2 separate regions of the Mus musculus genome follow, and region 2 is linked to region 1. Evidence: chromatin contacts called from public Hi-C data. All regions are on one chromosome and are shown on one strand. Each heading gives the region's core, a stretch centred on a gene start, on an enhancer-like site or on the middle of the called end of the contact. The rest is flanking DNA. Distances are from core to core; before and after follow the strand shown. Region 1 has its middle 98 kb from the start of Gm22633. Region 2 overlaps Sulf1 (sulfatase 1).

What was found. Hi-C and Micro-C count contacts between places; a contact is called where the count stands out from the background.
Region 2: a Hi-C map of muscle stem cells shows a contact between it and region 1, with 2.6 times the contacts expected there. The contact joins two enhancer-like sites. A contact is called at or near these places in 1 of 484 Hi-C or Micro-C datasets (muscle stem cells) and 2 of 115 datasets of contacts at active chromatin or transcription factors (cardiomyocytes and embryonic fibroblasts).

The regions. Positions count from the first base shown.
Region 1 is chr1:12,273,946-12,278,997 of GRCm38.p6, reverse strand. No RefSeq gene overlaps it. Among named protein-coding and RNA genes, the nearest start is that of Gm22633, 98 kb to the left of the region's middle. Within about 2 kb of position 2,512, at least 9 of the 459 cell types and tissues checked have an H3K27ac peak or open chromatin away from gene starts, as enhancers often do. A contact at or near this core is called in muscle stem cells, where this site is marked.
Region 2 is chr1:12,769,128-12,774,179 of GRCm38.p6, reverse strand. All of the region lies in intron 2 of Sulf1 (sulfatase 1), which reads right to left. Among named protein-coding and RNA genes, the nearest start is that of Sulf1, 79 kb to the right of the region's middle. Within about 2 kb of position 2,524, at least 16 of the 459 cell types and tissues checked have an H3K27ac peak or open chromatin away from gene starts, as enhancers often do. A contact at or near this core is called in muscle stem cells, where this site is marked.

The sequences.
Region 1 (5,052 bases), core at 1,263-3,762:
GTTTGACATTGGCTGGGGATGAATTTTCCCGGTCAGCCTTACTCTTGCCTGGGTTTCTGTTGACTGAGCATGTGACTCTGTACTTTTCTCTGCAAGAGAAGAACAAGAGAAAACACAAAAGCATACCATGTAATAACATGATTTACTTGCAGGATTCCATCTGGTCTATTGTTTGAGGATGTTCAGCTCTTGATGGTGTCCTTAGGCAAAAGCCATTCTTGTATTTTAGGAGCAGTTAGTGAGCGAGACAGAGGCTTCAGGATCTTCTGATGCGTGATTCTGTCATGATGATAACATCTCATCTTGCAAATATCCCTTTTTATCTTTTCCTACAGATCTTCCTTGCTTTCTATATTTTATTTTTAAGCTTTTTATTAGTTCTTTGAGAATTTTGTACAATGTATTTTAATCATATTTTCCTCTCCCCTAATTGATCCCAAGCCCAACCTGTCTTCTCTTCCCTGCTTACAACTCTGTGTTCCAAAATGCCCATTAACTAAGATTTGTGTTGCCCTATACTTTTTGATATATGGTCATCTAGTGGACCATAATCTACCTAGCAGGGCTTAAGGTGCAAACAATGAAAGACTACAGTTCTTTATCTAGTTATTCATCCCCCATCAATCTTCATTTGGACTGAAACAGCAATATCCTAAGAAATCTCCTTACTCCAATTTCTAAGGAGTAATTAGAATATCAGGTACTCACATATTCAAACACTATGATGTCATGTCATACAGGAATCTCCAAGGATTGGTACCACATTTGCTGCACTCAAATCTTTCTACTGTTCTGCCTTAGCCTACCTACTGATTCATTCTTTTCCTATCAGATACAAACAAGTCAACACAGACCTGCCACTCATGTCCAAAGAAGCCTTTGTGTTTTGTGTTCCCCAGGGCCTTTTATACTTAGATTATACATGTTTTCTACCAGTCACTCTAGTTAGACCTCCTGTATGAAATATTTATCTATACTCTGAGTTTTAAAAAACTCCCTGTCTTCTTGTAATATTTGTCTATCAAAACTAATAAGACTTTGGAAATAGATATGCTCAAAATACATTTTATTGAAATTCTTTGAAGAAACTTTTTGCATATTTATAATTATTTATGAAGCATAGACATGGGGTATATAGCCACCTCTGTCATTGAGGTTTCTAATGAAGATTTTTAAAAATTAAGTTTTAAAAGTTATCTCCCTTCAGGGCCTACATCTGCCACTCTTCTTTCTCGATTTCATAATTAAATTAAAATTTTTTTACTTACTTGAGACAGGGTCTTGCAATGTAGCCCTGGCTGACCTTGATACATAGACTATTTTATTTGAACTTGCAAAGATCTTTTAGATTCTGTTTCTTTTGATCATTTTAACATTATATCATATTTAATAATATCTTAACATGTTGATATATGTCTGCATAATGCTTGATTTCCTATACAATGTTATATCATTTGAATTCAAAACCCCTTATGAAACATTGATGCTGCCTCTTCTAGAATCACAGTGTTTTAAAGTCTGTGTAAAGTTAGGAAGTTGTAGCAAATAAGAAAAGGGTTAGAGTGATGAAAGATTCAGAGTAAGTGAATAGTTTACAAAATCTTGTTTTCCACATCTTAAGAACAAGGAAGCCAGACACTTCAGACTTTTACATAAAAAGCTGATATCTAGAAAACATCACAATGAAAGAATGTAATTTTTCATTACCTTCAGTTTTAAAAAGTCATTGTCTTTCTTCTTGGTGGTAATCTCACCTTTTCGATGAGATCCTGTCTATACATATGTGTTTGGAAGCCATCTACAGTTTTAGGAGAACTGAGGGCAAAATAATTGAGGTTTTTTTTTTTTTTTTTAATGTATATGAAAGGGTTTTAAATTGTGTATTAAGTAAACTATAGCCATTACTGGAGTTAATAAATGTGGAATGCTAGAAACCCCATGTTGATCAAAGAAGGTAAGGGAGAAAAATAAATCAGTAATTGTTTAGCCTTTACATTTTATTTAGCCTTTATATTTCACTCTCTGTTTTCTCCTTTTATGCTCAGCCATTGCCACCAACCAAGTGTCCAAGCTGACTTGCCTATAAAACAAACACAGAAATTATGTATTTTATTGTACTAGCCTCTAAGATCTGGAGATCCCCTCACTGGAGGTGCTATGGGGTTGAGCTAGCTGTATGTGGAGAAAAGTAATTCTATTTCTTTGCAATACCTATGGTCTAGCTATCATATTTCTAGGTGCTTACAGGAAAGCATGTACTGCCAAGAATTAGCATGAGATGATCGCAAAGATCTTTTCCAGTGGAATAGATTAAAATCTAGAAAATGACCACCACCACGTGGTTTGCAAAAAGCAAAGGCTCAACTCCTAAAAGCTAGTGGTCTTCATCTTCTGGGTGCAGCGTCAAAGCCAAGACAACCTTCCTGTTAGATCACACGGATAAAGAGAACCTCAGAAGAATGAAAGAGAAGGGGTCAGGAAAGTATTATTTTCAATTCAAAAGCATGAAGTGAGTCACAGGAACTGGGAACTAGTGAGCTCAGATTTCCCAGTTTGGTCTAGGGGAATAAGGAACCAGCAGCTGGGAGGGTGTATCAAAAATCTCCCTTGCTGGGGCAAAATAAAGAAGCTGCCAGGGATTTTAAATATTCTGGGAAGTTACTTCCTTTTGACTCATGTTTAAAATTATCAAATGATGTTAGTTTTGAAGGAAAGAAAAACCTTTCAAAATTTCTATGGATTTTTTCATCAATGGTTAAATGTTTGAGTGTATTAAATTCCCCCTGCCAACATTCCTTACATGGTAAATAATATTAAAAAGATCACACATTCTGAGATATTTCTGTAAGCAAACAGTGAAAATGTGGGAAGGGTTGTTGTGGCCATTTGTACCGACAATAACTAGACTGTTTCAACCATACAGGGATGGGTCTTAGTGATTAATTTAAAAGTTAAAGGTTCCGTCCAGCCAAGTTTCTCACTGTGTAGAGGAGAAAGAAGATTTCAGAAGTATTGTTTTGGTATATTTCTGTTCTTCCTGATGGGCATGAAAGCCTAAAATATTTATTACAATTCTAGATACAAGACTTTGGTTTATTTATTTTTTGATAATAGGGCAAGAGCTTAGCTTTGAACAATGTCGGAAATGGAAATTTTCAGACATTATTGTGCTGAAAATGCAGATAACGATGAGTCTCTATGTTTCTCCCTCTCCCTCCCCCTCTCCCTCCCCCTCTCCCTCCCCCTCTCCCTCTCCCTCTCCCTCTTTCTCTTCTCCCCCCCATCTTATCCTGTGTGGTTTACCACAAAGTATCTAAAATAAGCAGTTGCTGGGCCTTGTAAAGCATGTATCTGGGACAGACTCAAGGCTTTCTTTATTTTCCTTCCAGTAGACAGTGTGTGTTGTCATGCTGAATTAAAAAAAAAACTATTTTGGATAATTATAAGACAGTTGTTAGTTCTCTGCCCTGTGCTGTACTTTACAACACATTTTCCATTATACAACTATCTTTTTACACACTTTGTGTTAGTTTATGCCTATAGATGCATCTCTAAAAGTCCTTATTTTTACAACATAATTTAATAAGACCTCAAATTCTTCATACTGATAGCCATTATCACAGAATGGAAGACATCCCTCTAAGAGTCAATTGCGTGTTATTTATCATCTACATTTGGTCATTTGTCATAAAGCATTGGAAAATCAGTACTACTGCTGTAGCCCATTTCTTTTTTTCCTCTGAGTTCTTCAATCTTCTTCTGGTTAATGTTAAAGAATTTTAAGTTTAAGGCAAGAAGCAATGTATTAGAAACAAGATGGAAGCAGTGTACAGCAGGAGCATTCATTGAGCAGTTTGCTTTCAATCTCAGTCCTGATTCCATCCCTCACTCTGAGGTTGTAAGTTTGGAAAGAAGAACATTATTTTGCGATAGTTCTTTTAACAGAGAAGACAGCATTGTAATGTATAGAGTAACAGAATTGAGGATGTTTGTGAATCTAGCTTGCCCTTCCATCTTTCCTTCTCTCCAAAGACACCTAGGAAAACCCCTGTACTTTAAAGCAGAGGACTGCAGCTCTGATGCAGTTCTGTGTTGATTCAAATTCCCTTAGCTCTTAAAGAAGCCAACTGAAGCCTGATTACTCATCTCTGAATCTCATATGCTAATATTTCTTTGTTCACCTAAGATCTTTCCTAATTCTTTCATATTCTAATGAAGGTATTTTCTCTCTCATTTGCTGTCCATACTATGTTATTCACCCATTGATTTTTACTCAATGCCAAAGTTTGGGTTTTCCTTTTCCTTAGTCTGAGATCTTCTTGTGAGATGGACAAGCTGAAAATTCAGTGTTATTAAATCCTTATTCATTCAGGCCAGACATACACAGCAGGGATATCCTTGTAGGCATGATATTATTGCACATTGTGTAAAGATTATCCATGTATTATTCAAATGCTGATTTCTTTGCCCCCACATCTGATTGCAATCCAAATATGGTACTGTAATGCTTATTCTAAGTATTTCCTCCCCAATTGTGGATTTAAACATTATTCCCCATTGATTCTTTGACTTGTCAATAAAGTTGACCAGCCCATGGCTGAACAGAACAGAAAATAAGGCTGTATTTCCAATCTTAGCCAGGAGAAGTAGAGGGGAGTGGAGGGAAGGGGAGAAAGTATTCAACAGGGGAAGAGAAGGATCTAGAAGCTACCATGGGAACACACCTGGAGCAGAGAGAGCCTGACCAATACTAAAATACAAGTACTTGAGGATTTTGGCTGTGAGGGAGCCAGATTAGTTTAGAGGAATAGAATAGATAATAGCTGCTCAACTACTGTGCCATAAAGCCTATGAAATAAATCTTATAGTCTCTGTCTCATTTATTTGGGAACTATTCAGAATCAAGAAAATATTATCATTCTTAAAAGTGCACTAACATTTGGCATCCATCATCACTTAAAATTGCACTAACAAATATTGTTTTCAGCAGGATCAGGAATGAATTAGAATGGAAGTGATTTTCACTGTTTTCTTTGAGGTCCAAATTGTTCT
Region 2 (5,052 bases), core at 1,275-3,774, 500 kb before region 1:
GTCCCCTCCCTGTCCCCCTGCTCCCCAATCCACCCACTCCCACTTACTGGCCCTGGCATTGCCCCATACTGGACCTTCACAGGACCAAGGGCCTCTCCTTCCACTGATGACCAATTAGGCCATCCTCTGCTACATATGCAGCTAGAGCCATGAGTCCCACCATGTGTTTTCTTAGGTTGGTAGTTTAGTCCCAGGGAGCTCTGGGGGTACTGGTTAGTTCATATTGTTGTTCTTACTATGGGGCTGCAAATCCCCTCCAGCTCCTTGGGTACTTTCTCTAGCTCCTTCATTGGGGACCCTGTCCTTGGTCCAATGGAGACCGTGAGCATCCACTTCTGTATTTGCCAGGCACTGGCAGAGTCTCTCAGGAGACAGCTATATCAGGCTTCTGTCAGCAAAATCTTGTTGGCATCTGCAATAGTGTCTGGGTTTGGTGGTTGTTTATGGGATGGATCCCCAGGTGGGGCAGTTTCTGGATGGTCATTCCTTCAGTCTCTGCTCCAAACTTTGTCTCTGTAACTCTGTCCATGGGTATTTTGTTCCCCCTTCTAAGAAGGATCGAAGTATCCACACTTTGGAGGTGACTTGTTTCTTAATGGCGTTTTCTTCTTAGCTTCCTCTCCCATTCCTTTTTATTTAGATAGCATTTTGCAATGCAGCTCTAGCTAATCTGGAGCTCACTATATAACCCAAGCTGGCAGTACGGTTGTAGTCACCTTCCTGCCTCAGCCTTGAGAATGCTTGGGTTATTGGAATGAGCAGCTGTACAGCCCTCTGCTCTGTTTTCTGATGCTGTACAATTGTCTCTGTCAATCCCTCCTATGATCTTCCCCTCAACCATACCCTGCTCTGTGAGAGACAATTCAATGAATACAGTTGCCTTAGAAAACATCCTCTCGTGGCCTTGTCAGTCATCTATGTAAGGAGAGACCCTTGGTCCTGTGAAGGCTCTATGTAGGGGAATGCCAGGGCCAGGAAGCAGGAGTGGGTGGGTTGGTGAGCAGGGGGAGGAGGGAGAGGATAGGGGATTTTTGGAGGGGAAACCAGGAAAGGGGGACAACATTTGAAATGTAAGTAAGGAAAATATCCAATAAAAAAAATCCTCTGAAATCCGTTGAATAAACCAACTCATTGTGATCGGCAAGGCACCATTAGGACCCTGGGAGCACTCAGAGCTGAATTCTCCTCACATGGTTGAAGAATAGGGCAAAGATGGGGACATGCAGAGGGAGCTGAACAGGCACGTTCAAGTTCAATGGCTCAAGACAGTCAAGCTTGCAAGCTTAGAAGCTGCATTGTCTATCCCAACCCCTACGGCAGCAGCACCTTCAAGGGCTTCTTGTTAGGTGCAGGACCCATTAGATCTCATTGCAGAAGTAATTTGAAGCCTGGATTTTCTAGTTACTTGACTCGAGGGAGGAGCTTCTAGCACCAGGTGAGCAAAGGCAAGGGCTGTGCACAGCCTCAAAGTGAGCAGCTGCCTTCTCTCCTCTGTTCACCGAACCCCAGCTAACATTGGGCACTTGTTTCTCCTTCATTCCTCACCTCCACGGCCCCGACACTTGTTGCCCTTGACCCTCTAGAGGTCCATCTCTCCAGCATCGAGATGACCCGTCATCGTTTACCCACAAGGATTTTTCACTAATACATGGAGAGAAAGATCATGCCTTTCACAGTCAGGACTTGAGCCACGCCACACCACACATCTATAGTAGACATTAGTGATCTTTCCTCTCGTAAGGAGAGGGCTCTTGTCAAAATTACAGACACTAGAAGAAACTGGATGACCCCCAAGGTAGAGTCTCTGTAAAGATTTTTTTTTTGTGTTTTCTCTTGAAGCACATTTTTACTTTCAAGATTCTGTGTATCTAAACATGCAAAATTAACGGGAAGAGACTTTTGAGCAGGTGTTAGGGGTATTTTCAGCATCTGTACTGAGCTTTCCAATATCTCAAGGGAGCAAAACAGGGCTTCCGTATGGCAGCCACTCAGCAAGACCAACCCGCCTTTCACCTTTTAAACAGAAAGGGACTCCTCTGAGCTCAAAAAAAAAAAAAAAAAAAAAAAAAAAAAAAAAAAAAGAAAAAAAGAAAAAAAGAAACAGGGTTGCTGAGAGAGGGAGTGGACTGGCATGGTTAAACATGAATATTCAAGACCATGAGCCACAACTCCATGAATCAGAGGGTCTCCTGTATTTGTATTTAGCATTGTGGAGTGGGGACAATTTGCCATGATTAATTAATCCGTGGTGCTGAGGCAGAAGGTGAAATAATCTGTGCACAGTCACAAAGTCAGTCATTCTCAGGCTCTGTGTTAGTTTCAGGGCGCTTCCCTTTCCAGAGACAGAGAGAAGACAGGACCTGACTTTTCCTTTTGAGGCTGTGATTCTAGTAACCCACCCTCCTCACTCCATAGTTCCCGAAATTATCTAAAAGGAGGCAGGTGGCTGCCAGCTGTCCTTACTTCATCCCCTAATGACATCATCTGTAGTATCTCTAGTCCATGGAAATTCCACCCTTTTCAACAGCTCTCAGTAGGTCCAAGCAGGGACACCCATAGGAGCCCTCCTGAGGCTTGGCTTCCTAGTGCAGGGTGGAGGCGGCTAAGTTCAGTTAGGATATTGTACTTGGCTGCTTGCATCTGTTTTCCACCATCTCTAGTGAGGTTTTCTCTAAGGCTGTTCTCAGTAATGCCTTAATTGTCTATCACAATACCGGGAGGGAGGAGCTTCAAACCGAGTCCCCATGATTCCTTCTGTTAACTATTTAAAGGCTCCAACATAGAACAAACAAAAAGAAACCATCTTTAGAAAGGAGCCAATTTTTTTCATGCAGAATTTGTGCAACAGAGAATGATCTCTTACTTTGCTATGGAAACCATTGGGTGTCGTGACTGCCTTGGCCCAGGTTGTGTCACTTGTACTGTGTCCTCTCACTGAGTGACGAGAGGAGGCAGCAGCCCACAGTTGCAAAGTGACATTTTCACTTTGTACTGTGTGACAGCAGCATAGTTGCTGATAGAAGTGCAAATGCTACTACATGCTTCTGCCAGGCTGCACATCCGGCATCCGGCACCAGGCCCTGCTCCCCTGTGTTGGTCCAGCACCAAAATTGGTTGGGGAGAAAGAAGTTCTATTATTTGGGGGGGGGTGTGTGTGGAGTGTATATTGTTCTGGCAATGTATACTGTGCTATAACTTGGCCATGCCCATTTTGAAATTCATTACATACTTCCTGATCTTCACAGAACACTGCAGATGGGATCACTATTCTGAGGATCTAGGTTTCCTCATTGACATCATTACTGAAATCCCTCAAGCTTTCCTTAAGGACCCTGGGAATCAGAGGCCACGTGCAGACAATGGACTGACTAGGATTCTTTGTAGCATCCCCCACACTGCTGCTTTGTGTGCCTTGCTGTCTATGATCACTCCACCACACCTCTGCACATCCCTTTCAACATGCTTGAGAGATACAGACTGGTAACAGGGGAGGCATTATGAGTCTGGTGCTTCAAACCAGAAAAAGACGTCCCAAACACAGCATAGAGGAAGATCAACAGCACACTGTCAGGACAGATGTTTGGATGTGCATCCTTCATGGGTTTTTGAGAATTCGTCCTGGGTTTCTCATGTTTGCTTACTTTTTCTAGACAGCTCACAGTGAAGTCAGGAAAGACTCTTGGATTATGTTCCAAGGACACATTCCTACGTTCCTGCTTTGCCATCTTCTGCATCTAGGAGAAGCCTCCATCCCACCCCAGACATCCATCGGACTGGACAGTAGACTACTGGTTATTTCTTACTTCCATCTCTTCTAGTTCCCATAAGCGTTGTTAATTGAGCAGGCTTTGGTTGGGTACCTGTGTGAGGCTCTTCAGGAGGGCCTAGGAAGATAGTAGATGGCTGAAAATGTGCTCCCTTTTGAGTGGATACTTGCAGAGAACACCTGATGTAACAGTTTCAAGGTGTGCCAGCAGCTGCTCTAATCCTGAAGGATGGGCAGACTCACACTGTGAACAGCAGCATGGTGCCCAGGAACAGGTCCATTACTTTTCTAGGCTAATAGTACACTGGACACCACAGTGGAGTTGGACATCTGTCTTTAAGGGTAAAGAACATATTTGACAGTCAAGTCAAAGGAGAGTCTCAAGTGGTTGCTCAGCAACCACATCTTAGCTAGCATTCCCCTGTGCTGTCCATCCAGCTAGCTTCTAAACACTTAGTATATGTTGATAATAACTGAGCCAGATTTGTCAAATGCTTAAGTGATTCCTTGTATCTTATATTCTAGTAGAGGTACATTTATAAGATATTATAAAAATCTTTAACTGAATCATAAACAACAACTTTCAGGGGGAAAACATCTATAAAATAAATGATATTTAATGACAGGAGAAAGCTTCAAGAATATGCTGATTTTTAACATTTCAAATGCTGTTTTAACAAAAGTAAGTAAGTTTGATCAACCCACTGAACAGTGGGCTTTTATAAGACACACACAGACACACACACAAAAATCAAACTTTTAAACAGATAAGGAATGATTTTGGGTGAGTATTCCCCCATTGGACAGAAATTGGGAAACGTAATTTTTCTAGATTGAAAGCATGGAGGAGAGGGAGGTGAGAATTGCCTTTTTTTTCCTTGGAAATTAACCTGAAATAAATTACTGTTTTGTCTGACTTGTGAGCAAGGCCACAGAGCACAAACCAAGGCTGGCCAGAGTAGCTGTCAGGGGCTTTTCGTGTTTGGTATAGCGGTGACACCCATTTTCCTCCATATTCTGACCTCTTTCCATTTCTGTTGCCATTTGCTAAGGAAAACACACTTTTAAGTAGAACTAGAATCGTTGTGAATTACATAGCACTGACTGTTGACTGCCTAGCTTATCACTCATATCTTCTCCACTCATCACACAAATGCAACTTAATTTGTAGTGGTTATGTGCTCAGTTTTAGGTGACATTTCTCAGCTTTCCCAGTAGTGATATGCTTGCATGCCTGAATGCTTCCCAGTGAGATGTCATGAAGAAAGGTAATACCAGGGTTACTG